Regions from separate parts of the Cyprinus carpio genome. Here region 2 is linked to region 1. A link is a contact called in public Hi-C data. All regions are on one chromosome and are shown on one strand. The core of a region is the stretch at or near the end of the contact, and the rest is flanking DNA. Distances in the headings are between cores, read along the strand shown.

The links. A called contact is a pair of places that touch in the nucleus more often than the background predicts.
Region 2: a Hi-C map of liver shows a contact between it and region 1, with 7 times the contacts expected there. The contact joins the promoter of LOC109092184 here to the enhancer-like site in region 1. A contact is called at or near these places in 6 of 8 Hi-C or Micro-C datasets (liver, red blood cells and skeletal muscle).

The regions. Positions count from the first base shown.
Region 1 is chrA17:1,112,374-1,119,737 of ASM1834038v1, reverse strand. It overlaps LOC109092184 (pleckstrin homology domain-containing family G member 3), which reads left to right. Exons shown (of 18, transcript XM_042773366.1): 3 at 7,280-7,364. Among protein-coding and RNA genes, the nearest start is that of xgb, 25 kb to the right of the region's middle. Within about 2 kb of position 5,842, at least 1 of the 8 cell types and tissues checked has an H3K27ac peak or open chromatin away from gene starts, as enhancers often do.
Region 2 is chrA17:1,149,494-1,156,857 of ASM1834038v1, reverse strand. LOC109092184 (pleckstrin homology domain-containing family G member 3) reads left to right here and starts at 4,842. Exons shown (of 18, transcript XM_042773366.1): 1 at 4,842-4,986. It overlaps LOC109057707 (kunitz-type protease inhibitor 1-like), which reads left to right. Exons shown (of 11, transcript XM_042773367.1): 10 at 931-990; 11 at 2,555-3,486. The coding sequence ends at 2,745.

The DNA.
Region 1 (7,364 bases), core at 4,593-7,092:
TTGGACTATTTTTATGGATACTGGAGTGAAATTCAAATTCACTATTGTTCAGAAGTTTGGGATTGATTATATATTTTTAATATTTTTAAATAAAAGCTCACCAATTATTTGATCAAAAATACAGTAAAAGCTGTAAAAATGTGAAATATTTTTACTATTTAAAATAACTGTTTTCTGTGTGAATATCTGTTAAACTGTAATTTATTTCTGTGATGCGCAGCTGTATTTTCAGCATCATTACTCCAGTCTTCAGTGTCACATGATCTTCAGAAATCATAATAATATGCTGATACACTGCTGTTAAAAAGTTTAGGTCAGTGTGTGTGTGTGTGTGTGTGTGTGTGTGTATACAGTGATTTGATTTTTTTTTTGTTCCTTTTTTTTTTTTTTTTTTTTTTTTTTTTTTGTTTAAAAAAATTTCAGATCATCAAACAAATTGTAATATTACACGAAGATAATGCAAGTAAATACACAATGCAGTTTTTAAATGATGATTTCATTTATTAAGGGAAAAAAGCTGTCCAATCCTACCTGGGCCTGCGTGAAAAATTAAATGCCCCCTTCTGTTAAATCATGAAAGAACTGTGATTAAGCACATTATTTTAGAAAGCGGAGTTCAATTTTACTAGCCACATCAAGGCCTGATTACTGCCAGACCTGTTGAATCAAGAAATCACTTAAATAGAAGCTGTCTGACAACGTGAAGCATGCTTAAAGAGCAAAACATCATGCCGCGATCTAAAGAAATTCAAGAACAGATGAGAAACAAAATAGTTGACGTATCAGTCTGGAAAGGGTTATAAAACCATTTCTAAGGCTTTGGGACTCCAGCGAACCACGGTCAGAGAGCCATTATACACAAATAGAGAGAACTTGGAACAGTGGTGAACCTTCCCAGGAGTGGGCAGCCTAACAGAATTACTTTAAGAGCACAACGACGAACCCAGAACAACATCTAAAGAACTGCAGCCTCACTCGCCTCAATAAAGCTCAGTGTTCATGATTCAACAAGAAAGAGACTGGGCAGAAACTGCATCCATGGGAGAGTTCCAAGGCAAAAGCCATTGCTGACCAAAAAGAACACAAAGACTCATCTCACATTTGCCAAAAAATATTTTGATTATCCACAAGACTTTTGGGCGAATATTCTGTGGACTGATGCGACAAAAGTTGAACTTTTTGGAAGGTGTGTCCCGTTACATCTGGCGTGAAAGCAACACCGCATTTCATAAACAGAACATCTTAGCAACAGTCAAACATGGTGGAGGTAGTGATGGTCTGGGGCTGCTTTGGACCTTCAGGACCTGGACGACTCGCCATAATTGACAGAAGCATGAATTCTGCGCTCCATCAGAAAATCTTGAAGGAGAATGTTCAGCCATCAGTTTGTGACCTCAAGCTCAAGCGCACTTGGGTTCTGCAGCAGGACAATGATCCCAAACACAGCAGCAATCCCACCTCCGAATGGCTCAAGAAAAACAAAATTAAGGTTTTGGAGTGGCCAAGTCAAAGTCCGGATTTAAATCCGATTGAGATGCTGTGGCATGACCTTAAACGCTCCATTCATGCTCCAATGTGGCTGAATTTAAACAATTCTACAAAGAAGAGTGGGCCAAAATTCCTCCACAGCGATGTAAAAGACTTATTGCCAGTTATTGCAAACACTTAATTGCAGTTGTTGCTGCATAGGGTGGCACAACCAGTTATTAGAATTAGGGGGCAAATACTTTTTCATGTAGTGCCAGGCAGGTTTGGACAGCTTTTTTCCCTTAATGAATTAATTATTTCAAAACTGCATTTTGTATTTACTCGGGTTATCTTTGTGTAATATTAAAATTAGTTTGATGATCTGAATCATTCAAGTGTGACAAGTATGCAAAAAAAAAAAAAAAAAAGGAATGGGCAAAAACTTATATATACATTTTATTTTTATTTTTTAAAGAAATTAGTATTTTTCATTCAGCAAGGATGTTTTAAATGAATAAAAAGTGATAGTACAGACTCGTATTGTTAGAACAGATTTCTATTTTGAATAAATGCTGCTCTTTTGAACTTTCTATTCATCTGAGAATCCTGAAAAATAAAATGTATCACAGTTTCCACAAAAATATTGTGCAGCACAACTGTTACAGCTGCACATCACAGAAATAAATTACAGTTTAAATTCTATTACAAAAAGGAAAACATTACTTTAAATTTTAAGTATTAAAATATATATATATACCGTATATACACACGTGTGTATGTATATAAAATGTTAATTAGTATATTTTATATTTAAAAAATTTTTAAAAGTCATTGAGCTTGTTACAGTGCATAAAGGATACATGTGATGCTTTTTGTGAGCGTAACTTTGATGCCTAAAAGTGCTGTTAATGTAGGATTCTCACTAGGCTTTAAAGAGAAAGTGTTCCTCTACATGTCCCATAAGCCCTCCACAAAGCCGCTGACAGCTCTATCATCTCTAACGGCCACTTCCTGTAACCTTACCAGCCTCAGACAAACAGATGGTTCCTCACCCTTTTGCAGAACACCCAGAATGCCGTGCTATAAAGCCACTACTACAAACCAACAACTAATTAGAGATGCTGAGGTTTTGAACCTCATTGCACTACTGCTGTTTTTTGTCGTTGGATCACGGCCATCGTTTCCCACTCAGGGTGGAGTGCTGCGTCAGCAGGATGTCTCGCTGCTGAACACGGGGATTCCTGGGGTTCGTAGGTTTTCACAGGTGTCACTCCTCATGCGGAAATGTGTTTGCACTTTCATATTCCTTATGCACGACTTTCCGTCCACCAGTATTGCATTGCTGACCGTCTGCAACACATATAATGCAGTCTTGATGAACATAAACAGTGAGCTGCACTTTAAGGGATCGTACTCGTGTTCCTAATGTTAGACCTTATTAAATACTTTCTTCTAAGGCAGCATAGCATGCATCTTTTGGGAAATCCCATAATGCATTGCCATCTCAGCGGAAAATGTGCAGTGCACGGAAAAGATGGCGACATAATATTATTTTTGGTCCTCAAATTTTAAATCGGAAATCAGCTGTGCTATTTTACGACTGAAAAAGTATGTATTCCTTTGACAACTGTCTGACAAGTGATCGTATCTTCATTGATGCTTTTTGAGAATTCTTTAATCTTGCTTAGAACAAAACTAACTATTATCTAAATCCAGAGCTCTAGAGCATTTAGATGAATGTGTAAATATGTGCTGCGCGCTTTCCTCTCTAATGAAATAAACACACAACAAAAATGCCAGAGGTGAGAAAACAGCCGTTAAGAAAGCATCTGATCATAGCATCAAGTTTATTTATATAGTGCTTTATAAAATAAACTGATTTAAAGCACGCAACTTTACAGTATTAAACTTGAAAAAAAAGGTTCAGTGTCACTTTCATTTAGAATTACAGCTTGATTTTCTGTTATAAAGCAGCTGTCCAAATTTTTTTATTAGTGCATGCATGTCTGTCATCTCATTCTTGTGTGCCAGATGTGTGTTTGTACTGTAAAAAAATTATTGTATAATACTTGTAATTTTACAATAGTAATAACATTGTTTGACTTTTTCTAAAAAGCTTAGGTGAATAGATTTATTTATTGATTAGAAAATGTGTAACTTAATATTTTAACTAATTGTAAAAGCTGAATGATAGAACAGAGCCTACTGATTAATCAGTTTAATAATCAATGATTAGTCAATTAATGGTTGTAATAATAGTTAGTTAATCGATTATAAAAATAATTGTTTGTTGCAGCCCTATCTAACTCACTTAATTTACAAAGCTCAGTCGTGTGCCAGACTTTTGACAGTCTTTTCAAACAATATTTAAATCTCTATTTAGAGCAAAAACAACTGATATTTAAATCTCTAATTAACACTAAATCAACCGATATTAAAATCTTTAATTAGAACAAAACTTACCAGTATTTAAATATCTTAATAGAACAAAAACTAGATATTTAAATATCTTAATAGAACAAAAACTAGATATTTAAATATCAAATCAGAACAAAAACAACCAAGATTTAAATCCATATTTAGAACAAAACAAACCCATATTTAAATCTCTAATTAACACTAAATCAACCGATATTTAAATCTTTAATTAGACTAAACTGACCAGTATTTAAATATATTAACAGAACAAAAACTACAGATATTTAAATATCTAGTTAGAACAAAAACAACCAATATTTAAATCCATATTTAGAACAAAACATGCATATTTAAATCTCTAATTAACAATAAATCAACCGATATTTAAATCTTTAATTAGAACCAAACTGACCAATATTTAAATATCTTAATAGAACAAAAACTAGATATTTAAATATCAAATCAGAACAAAAACAACCAAGATTTAAATCCATATTTAGAACAAAACAAACCCATATTTAAATCTCTAATTAACACTTAATCAACCGATATTTAAATCTTTAATTAGACTAAACTGACCAGTATTTAAATATCTTATTAGAACAAAAACTACAGATATTTAAATATCTAGTTAGAACAAAAACAACCAATATCTAAATCCATATTTTGAAAAAAAAAAAACAATGCATATTTAAATCACTAATTAACACTAAATCAACCAATATTTAAATCTTTAATTAGAAAAAAAACTGACCAATATTTAGAATATCTTAATAGAACAAAAACTACAGATATTTAAATCTCTAATTAGAACAAAAGCAACCAAAATTAAAGTTTCTAAACTGGCCAAAACCAACCCATATTTAATTCTCTTAATAGAACAATATTAACCAATATTTAAACCTCTAAAATGAACAAAAGCAACCAACATTTAAATCTCTTAATTGTCTTTAATTGCTCAGACATGCACCCAAGTCACTGCAGCACTGATATATGTGCTAGAGAACACTAAACATACACTATAATCAGATCTAAATCCAGAGGATCACTTGCATCATCGTTATGTATCATCATATTGCCCAGCCCTAAAACTCACTCTATGTAAAGCACAAACTCATTATAGACATGACAGTATGAAATATGACTTTACAAGTGTGTTTTTTTTTACCTAAAAGGTTTTGAAAGTGCCTTTTGCTCTGATATGAGGTGCATTAGGTCTGAGGTAGCATTTCGAAGGGTCTTAAATATGGCTCATAAGTGGGCTCTGGTGAGCCGTGTGTCTCTCACAGCAAGTCAGATACTGATGTCATATGTTACCAGGATCGTCTGGGAATTTGAAACCAGAGTCCATTTAGGTTCTTGAACGTGTTGCAGCTCTTAGTTTAGCTCCCTAAATAATCTAATGCACTTCCTGTTGGAAATGAAGAACTTCGTTTGTGTTTTTAGAGACTTTTCCGACCTGTTCCTGTTGTTGGGTTTTATTCAGATTTAATGTGTGTTATATGTGGATTGCTCAGGACTTTGGACTACATTTGTACCTGTAAAGTGCTTAATAAAAAAGACGAATGAGTGAGTTTGGCGTTGGTCAATGTAAACTACAGGAAAACGCCCAAATATGGTGATTCACACCAGCCTGATCTGACATCTGTTTGGGTGAAACTGGACGTTTTGTTGGTCGTTTAACATTGCAAATGGACTCAGACTCTCACAGAGAGTGTCCACACCCTGCCTCGACTTCTTTTGCATTGATTGTCTCCTAAATTCCCTGTAGTTTCTGTTACGTAGGTGCATGTTCTGCACGTCTTATGTTGGAGCTGAATGTCCATGTGATGCTGTTGCATAATGAAGGCTCTCATGCAGAATATCTGCTCATTATGTTTGCGCTTCGGGTGAAGGATGTTGAACTCCTCCCTGAGCTGCGGCGCTCTGAATCACAGCCAAACTTGGCCGTGAAACCGTTTCCTAATATGAGCATTGGGCGGTGTGTGTGTGTGTGTGTCATGCTTTCTATGATGTGGGCTGCTGAACTCCAGCTTGATCTGGCCTGTTTGGAGCAGCACTGAACAGGGTTTAAATGCCGCGTGAGAGCGTTACGAAAAACATTCAAAAACATTTTCAGATTAGAAATAATTTCCTTAAAGAAAAGCTTTTGGGGTGTTTTCTTTTTGCAGTATCATGCAATTTTTATGCTCTGTATAATGCAAACAAAAAAGATTGTTATTGCAATAACAAAGATCATACTTTGTTAGTACTGCATTTATGCTGACTTTAATAAATCAATGCATTGCATTGCATGTGAGGTTTACATGCATGAATAATACTTTCAAGAATTTGTTCAGTTTAGAAATAATTTACTAAACTTTCAGAAAATATAGCCTGGTGGGTTTTTGTTTTGTTTTGGTGTTTTTTGCATTGACAGTTTTCATGCCATTCTCATTACTATAATGCAAAGTAATATATATTTTCATTATTGTAATGAGGAATTTCATACATTGTTAGTAGTACCGAGTTTAATTAATGAAATCAATCAATGCATTGTAATTATTGTGTGTCAGTGTTTATAGCCATGCAGAATTTAGTACTGTGGTATTACCGCGGTATAGTGATGCTATCAGATGGTTTCTTTGATAGATACCAGTTTACATGCATGTGGTTTTAAAAACAGCTTTCAAGAATTAGAAATCATTTATTTAAAGAAAATGAAGCCTCTACAGTTTTTTGCATTTGCATTGACAATTTTCATGGCATTCTCGTTAATATACTGCAAAAAAAAAAAATTCTGATATATTATTTCAGTGTGGAATTTCATACATTGTTAGTACTGCATGTACAGTATGCTGCCTTTAATTAATAAAACAAATCAGTGCATTGCATTGTGTGTCAGTGTTTGTTGTTTTGAGTGTCCGGCTGAATTTAGTTCCTCAGTTTCATTTAGAGGTTAGTCTAGACAAAGTACTGTGGTATTACCATGGTACAGTGATGCTATCAGATACCATGGTACTGAATGATTAATCTATTGATATGCAATGATATTTGCAAATAATACCACCATACTACCATGAAATATTTGCTTTTGTCAGTGTAGTAAATGCAAAGGCGATAAACCGATTAGATTAGAAACATAATACACTGGGAAAAAATTGGTGTTTACTCAGAAATAGCTAGTAAATTTCACAATTATTTATAACGAAATGGCAAGTTCATTTACAAGTCAATGTTTTTCAGTTTTCAAATGTATTTTGTAAGCATTAATAGAGTGAGTGTGCAGTTTTCCTTCAGTTCTCTAGCGCCATCTGCTGAGCAGTTGAAGGCATTACAGTACAAACAAGATGGGTAATAGTTTATCATTGGTTGAGTTTGAAATGATACTTATTTCCCTTTTTCCAATTTTCAGGATTATCTTGTGCACATTATTGACACCAGGGACCTTCCCATCAAACCAGAACAAGTGTGCTCACTTTTTGGGAATATTGAACACA
Region 2 (7,364 bases), core at 3,593-6,092, 38 kb before region 1:
AATCCAAGATTAGCGAAAACGAATCTTTGAAAAACATCATCAAAGAATGAAGCATATTTGAAGAGCCTGTTAAATTTTCATAGTGTTTTCTTCTTTTGTAATTGCATATATTTGATAGTTTGTGAAAAAGTTACGTTCAGTGTTATAAAGTTACGTAAATTTTTTTGAAGCAAATATAATTCCATACACAGCCACCCTATAATGATAGAAATCCTCCCAGTGTTTTTTTTTAATCTCGTTAAATCTTTATCCCTTTCTCAAATCGAGCCGATCTCAGATGCCTGTCACAAAAACAGGCCCCTCCCACGACAGTTTGATTGACAGTAGTGTTCCAGCACCTTAGCTCCGCCCCTGAGTGACTGTCATCAGTCTGCCGTTGTTTCACCGCCGGTGCAGATGTAGACAAGAATGTCTCCTAAGCGATTGAGGTGCTCTGTGGCTGGATCTAATAATGAACATAGCAGTCGTCATTTACTCCCGACATCTGAGCCGAGGATTACGCTCGTTTTTGAAGAGAATGCGACCGAATCTATATAAATGCGTCTATGTTCGCGCGAATGATTCGTGATCCAGCTTCACCTCCAGAAGAAGTGAGTGTAATGTTTTTGAAATGAATCTTTGGATTAGAAAGTTTCACGATGAATGCAGCTAGAGCGGCTCGGAAGAGGGGGCGGAGTCAGCAGAGCTCATTAACATTTAAAGGAACATGCTAAAAAACAGCTTGCTCTGACACAGGGTAAAAAAGATGTTTTTTGCACTACCTTTGAATCATTTTAAACAAACTATGTTACAGACTTTTCATTAAGACCCTGAAGAATCATATCAACTTGTGGAAAATGGGCATCTGATGACCCCTTTAAGAAAACATGAGCCTGTAAACTTACCGAGGTTGTTTCTCCTGCAATCATGTGTCTTTATTTTGTATTTCAGAGTCTGATGTGTTTGCCAGACGAGCTCATTTTGAGAAGCAAGAGGGCAAGAACGAAACAGGTAATGCCACTTATACAAAACACGCTTCATAATTAAAGCAGAAATATCATTCCTCGCATGCTTTCCTTAAAAGAAGAATGTTGAGTGTATGGGAAATGAGTCAGAAATTAAACCGAAGTACCGTGATCTATTACTCCGTGTCTGTGTCAGTGGTATTTTAATATCATTGAGATGCGATCATAGTTTATATTTTAAATCAGGTTTTGTTTTATTTTTAATAAATATTTTAGTTATTTTGATGGATTCGCCCTAGCTACGTGTTACCAACCACCCGAAATACCCTAGCAACACCCTAGCAACGACCCAGAATAACCTAGCAACTGCCAAGCAACACCTTATCAACCACATAGGAATGTAGTTGTAACCCCTAATAACTGCCATGGAAAACCTTATAGAAACACCCAGATGGCAATAGAATGCCATAGAATTGCAACTGCCTAGCAACCACTCTGAACACCTTAGCAACAGACCAGTGCCAAATTTTGCCAAGGAAAGCACCATTTACATTTTCTTCAGAAAATGTACCTATTTAGTTATTATTATTATTATTATTACTGTGTGTGTGTGTGTGTGTGTGTGTGTGTGTGTGTGTGTGTGTGTGTATACATTAAAAAATAAAAAATAAATCAGCAACATGAATGAAATGAAAATGGGAAATGTTGCCCAGGCATATAGCTGAAATAAAATGTTTATTTATTTAGATTTTTATATTTATATTATTATTATTATTGGCATATAGCTGAAATAAATTATATATATAGAATATATATAGTATATATATATATATATATATATATATATATATATATATATATACATAATATTATATTATTATTATTATTATTATTATTATTATTATTATATGAAATTATTTGATATATTTTTATGTTTTTATTTTTATATTTTTATATTTTTATTTTTATCGTATTATTATTATTATTATTATTTTACATTTTTATATTTTATATTTGTATTTATTTATATTATATTTATATATATTTTTTATATTATTATTATTATTGTAATTATTATTTTTATATATTTTTATATTTTTTAGTCTTATATATATATATTTATATCGTTGTATTATTATTATAGTATTATTATTTTACATTTTTATATTTATATTTGTATTTATTTATATTATATTTATATATTTTTTTATATTATTATTGTAATTATTTAATATATTTTTATATTTTTTATTCTTATATATTTATATCGTTTTATTATTATTATTATTATTATTATTATTATTATTATTTTACATTTTTATATTTTATATTTGTATTTTTTAGATTATTATTATTATTATTATTTTATTTCACGTAACAAATGTTTTATAGTTTTAATTAACAGTAATAACCCTGCTCTGTCTTAGGTAATATTTCGTTTAGTGTATCCTCAAACTAAATAGCAAAAATAATGCACCTTGCATGTCTTTTTTTTCATGGAAACAAATGTTGAGTAGGTCTTTAGTCTGTAGTCTGCTGCTGTTCCTCTGTTTGAATCTCCTGACGTGTCCAGATGTGTTACGTAACGTGACTCTGGTGTCTCTGTTCAGCTATCATCGCCATGGCCATCGTACTGGGCCTCGCCATCGCCATCCTGCTGGTTGTTATCACATTTTATCTTCTGAATGGAAAGAAAAAGCGCAGAAACAAACATCAGCATGTGGCCGTGAACGGCGGACACGTCAACACCTACGGAGATTTAGAGAAACTCGTCTACAACAGCACAACCAAACCCATCTGAGCATTAACTCGGTTTAACAGGACATCTGACCGCACTGCAGCAGCGTGATCTGACAATCTGTTTGTACATGCAATAATTATTTCTTCACTTGTTTCAAGTAGACCGGCTGGAATCTGTGCAGAAAGTTCGTTTGCTTTGCTTGTTTTGAGTTTTCAAACAACTTTTACTGCCATCAGCTTTTTCACTTCTCTTATTTCTGTCCTTTGCTTTATATATTAGCTCGTTGGATGTTGCTCAGGGGTAAATATGTGTTGCAATAGCATATAATAAAGTACATTTTAATGACCACAAAAGACGAAATCATGATTCTTGAGCCATGTACTTTTATTTTGCAACACAGCTGTGTGAAGACTGGATTGTTTGTTTGTTTTAAATGCTGCCTCGTCGGTTAATCTTAAAGCCATGTAAGCTTACTATGTTAAATTAGTTTCATATTTTAGTTTCTTTGGAATCTGAGATGATGATTTACGGCTCTTTGTTTTAATATGTATACTCTTGTTTTATTTTTCCATTATCTACATTAGGAGTTTTATTTAGTAGTTTTATTTTAGTTCTTTTTTATTGTTTTTATTTTTTTTTTATTTTAGTAAGCTGAAGTTCTGAATCCAAAAATGACATTTATGGTGAAAAATCGTACCCCACAATGCAAATTTGTACATAGACTTTTTAAAATGTGTATCAAAAACTTTGTAATGTCTGAACTATTAATCTTGGAAAGTCTCAATAAAACTAATATGTACAGACTGTGTGTGGATGTTTTTAATTGTGTGATATATATATATATATATATATATATATATATACATATATATATATATATATATATATATATATATATACATATATATATATACATATAGATTTCTATTTTAAATAAATGCAGTTCTTTTTAACTTTTTATTCATCAAAGAATCCTGAAAAAAAGTATCACAGCTTTCAAAAAATATTTGGCTGTACAAATGTTGCCAACATTGATAATTCTAATAATAAATCAGCATATTAGAATGATTTCTGAAGGATCATGTGACACTTTATACTGGAGTCATGATGCTGGAAATTCAGCTTTGCATCACAGATGTAGTTTATATTTTAAAGGATATTTAAATAGAAACCATTATTTTATATTCTAATAACATTTTGCAAGATTACAGTTTTTTTTTCTGTATTTTTGATCAAATAAATGTAGCCTTGATGAGCAGAAGAGGCTTTTTTAAAAAACATTACAAGTCTGACTGATCCCAAACTTTCGAACGGTAGTGTGTGTGTGTGTGTGTGTGTGTGTGTGTGTGTGTGTGTGTGTGTGTGTGTGTGTGTGTGTGTGTGTGTGTGTGTGTGTATATATATATATAGAAAGGAGGTCGTGCTATTCTATGATCTGCAGAGGGCGCTATTGACTCAAAATGAAAATCTACAAAGCCTTAGTGAGAAGCCTAGTGTTAATAGTTAAAAGTTTGGGTTCAAAAAACAAATGTTTTTTTGGGCCTTAGTGAGAAGACGACAACATTATATATATATATATATATATATATATATATATATATAATATATATAATATATATATATACCGATTTTAAACCGATTTTAACCCCATTCCATGTTTAGTAATCAAGGCCGGCTGTGATTGGTCCATCCTTATCAGCGCTGAGAAAAGTAACATGGCACTCTGGCGCTTTTGGTTAATCAGGAGTGAATTTGCAACTGAATAAAAACACTATGCCATTAATGACAAAATAGTTAAATTTTTCTGTCTTTATACGCTTATAAAATATATATTTTTAATTTAATACATTTAAGAAATACGCAAATAAATTTCCAAAAATTCAAATATTAAAAAATGATTAATTCAGCAGTCATCACCGGCTGTGATTGGTCCATTCTAATCAGCGCTGAGAAAAGTAACACGTAGTACGCCACGCACGGCGCTTAGCGCTCTTGCTTCATCAGAAAATAATAATTGCAGCTAAGCAAAAAAAAACTGTAATTGCGTATATATATTGATTTAAACCGCGAGGTGAACATTACAAAATTGCAACATTTTTATTTAGACATTTGCAACAAGTTTGTGTCGCTAAGCCCCGCCCATCTGTTTCTGTGGTTTAGGAGTTGAGACTGAAGTCGGTCAGTCAGCGCTGCTGCATATGACCTGATCATACCGAGCTCTCCGAGGAAAATAATACACGCATAAATGTCTGCGAGGTGCGAATGAACTGCAACCTCCTCAAATAACGAGGAACTCAGTCGGTAAGGGTTCTTGTCTTCATTTAAAGACTCGGAACTATGGTTTGTGATGCTAAAACTACATCAAAATGAAACAGTTCCAGCTGTTAGAGATTTTCCTTAATTTTTAAAGACAGTAAAAGTGCAGTTAATGAACTTCGCGTGTGTTTTTGCTGTCCTCCTGTCTTGTTTTTGGAGAAAACAACTTGCTGAAAGTTTGTAGGCGCGTGCTGTTATTAATCACATTCGCGGTTTTACTGGTTAAAATGTTTCAGATGCACGTATGCAATGATATTTGGTGATTGAGATCAAGATACAGATCAAATCATTTTGTGTAGAGCTTATTTGAAACGTCGAGAGATTGCGTAAAAAGTTCTTTATTCAGAGTTCTTGATGCTTTCTGTGCACTTAAGTACATTATAACAGTTTACTAAAGACCTTTAAACCACATGCATGCAGATTTAAACTGCAATTAATTTTTTTGTTGTTTATTTTTTGTTCTGTGGAATGTGGATGTTCTGCATTTGTCAGTGGTTTCTTTCCATCAGTTTCATTCATCTCATTGCATGATACTGTCATGCTGAAGTGTCTCTGATGAAGTGTGTGTACTCTGAAGGGAGTGACTTTGATTAACAAACGATGAGGTGTTGATTTAGTGAAACATTTGTGCATCTTATCTGTTTTATATGACCCCTAAAGGATGCTTGTGTTGGTCCTGTGAAGACATTTCATTTGGGTATTTGTGGTTATGGATGTTGTAACTCTTTGCAGCATTTCCTACAATTGTGGAAAACTTGGACATATACGGATAAAGCCATGGAAACAAATGAAATCATAAAAGTCATGGAAAGTCTAGAGTGAATGCATGTTTTGTAGTTGTGCTCTGCTGTTAAATCTCTTATGTACTGAAGCTTGTTTCGGAGACGGGATAAAAAAATGAAAAAGGTAACTGCAACTTTTTAATCTTAGAGTTAGGACATTTGTTTTCTTGCAATTCTGGGGAAAAATGTAAGAAAAAGTTAACTCACTCTCAATTGCAGATTTATAACTTACAATTGCAAGATGTAAAATCTGAATTCCCAAAAAAAAAAAAAAAAAAAAAAAGTTAGAATCGTGAGATGTTAACTCAGAATTAAGAGTAAAAATGTCAGCATCCTGACACTCAAAATTCAGAGAAAAAAGCCTGAATTGTGAGAAAAAGATGCAAGACATTAACGCATAAGTGCAAATTTATAACTTGGAATCACGAGATGTAAAATCAGAATTCCAAGAAAAATGTCTGAATTGTAAAATTTAAACGCAGAATTCAAAGGAAGAAAAGTCTGAAATGCGAGGAAAAATGATTCAAGACATTAACTGACTCACTGCTGCAAATTTATATTATAATAATGTTACACTGTAATTTATTATAATTTATATTTATAAAAAATTCAGTAATCGCAAGATGTAAACTCAGAATTCAGAGAAAAAAATTGTCAGAATCACATGATATAAACTCAGAATTCCGAGAAACAATGTCAGGATCAGGAGATGTAAACTCAGAATTCCGAAAAAAAATTCACTATCGTGAGATCGTAAACTCATGCCACGTTTATACTAGTTTGTTTTTATTTTAAAACGTGTAACTTTTGCTACAGTTAGGCCTGTCGTTTACACTACCACAGCATTTTGAAAACGCTGCAGATCCCAGTTTAGGTTGAAACTCCGGGGTTTTAATTCGCAAAAATGATGATTTTTTTGAAGGTGGTGGCGACTGTGCACATTTTTTTTTTGTGTGTTTTTGGAGAGCGTGTAAAATATAATATTGTGCATTTTTTTGTATGTATGAATGGTCATGTGACAAGCGTTTTCAGTTGTGTAGTGTGGATGGAGATCGTTTATGAAACGCTGTGTAAACGTAGCCTCAGAATTCTGAGAAAAATGACAGTATCACGAGACATTAATTCACTCACAATTGCAAATTTATAATTTGGAAATGCAGAATTCTGAGAAAAAATGTCAGAATTGTGAGATGTAAACTCAGAATTCAGAGACGTACTGTAAACTTGCAATTGTGAGGGAAAAAAGTTTTATTGTATAACCTTGTTTTTTATTCCGTGGCAGAAACATGCTTCCATACTTATGGGCTAGATGTTGAGTAACACTTTTGTTCAGACGGTAGTAGTGCTGCACAATTAATCAAATTTCTAATTGCGATTACAATTACGGATGCCACTATTATGTAATCGTTCAAAGCAGTCCACTTATGTTATTCTGCACGCTTAAGATATATATTTTTTCTTTCTACATGTTATCTTAAGGGTTTTTCCATTGTTTTAGTATAATATTATAACACATTCATATTTGTCTTTTTTTCATAATTTAAACCAATCCAATGTATAGTTGACATTTAAAGCTTAATA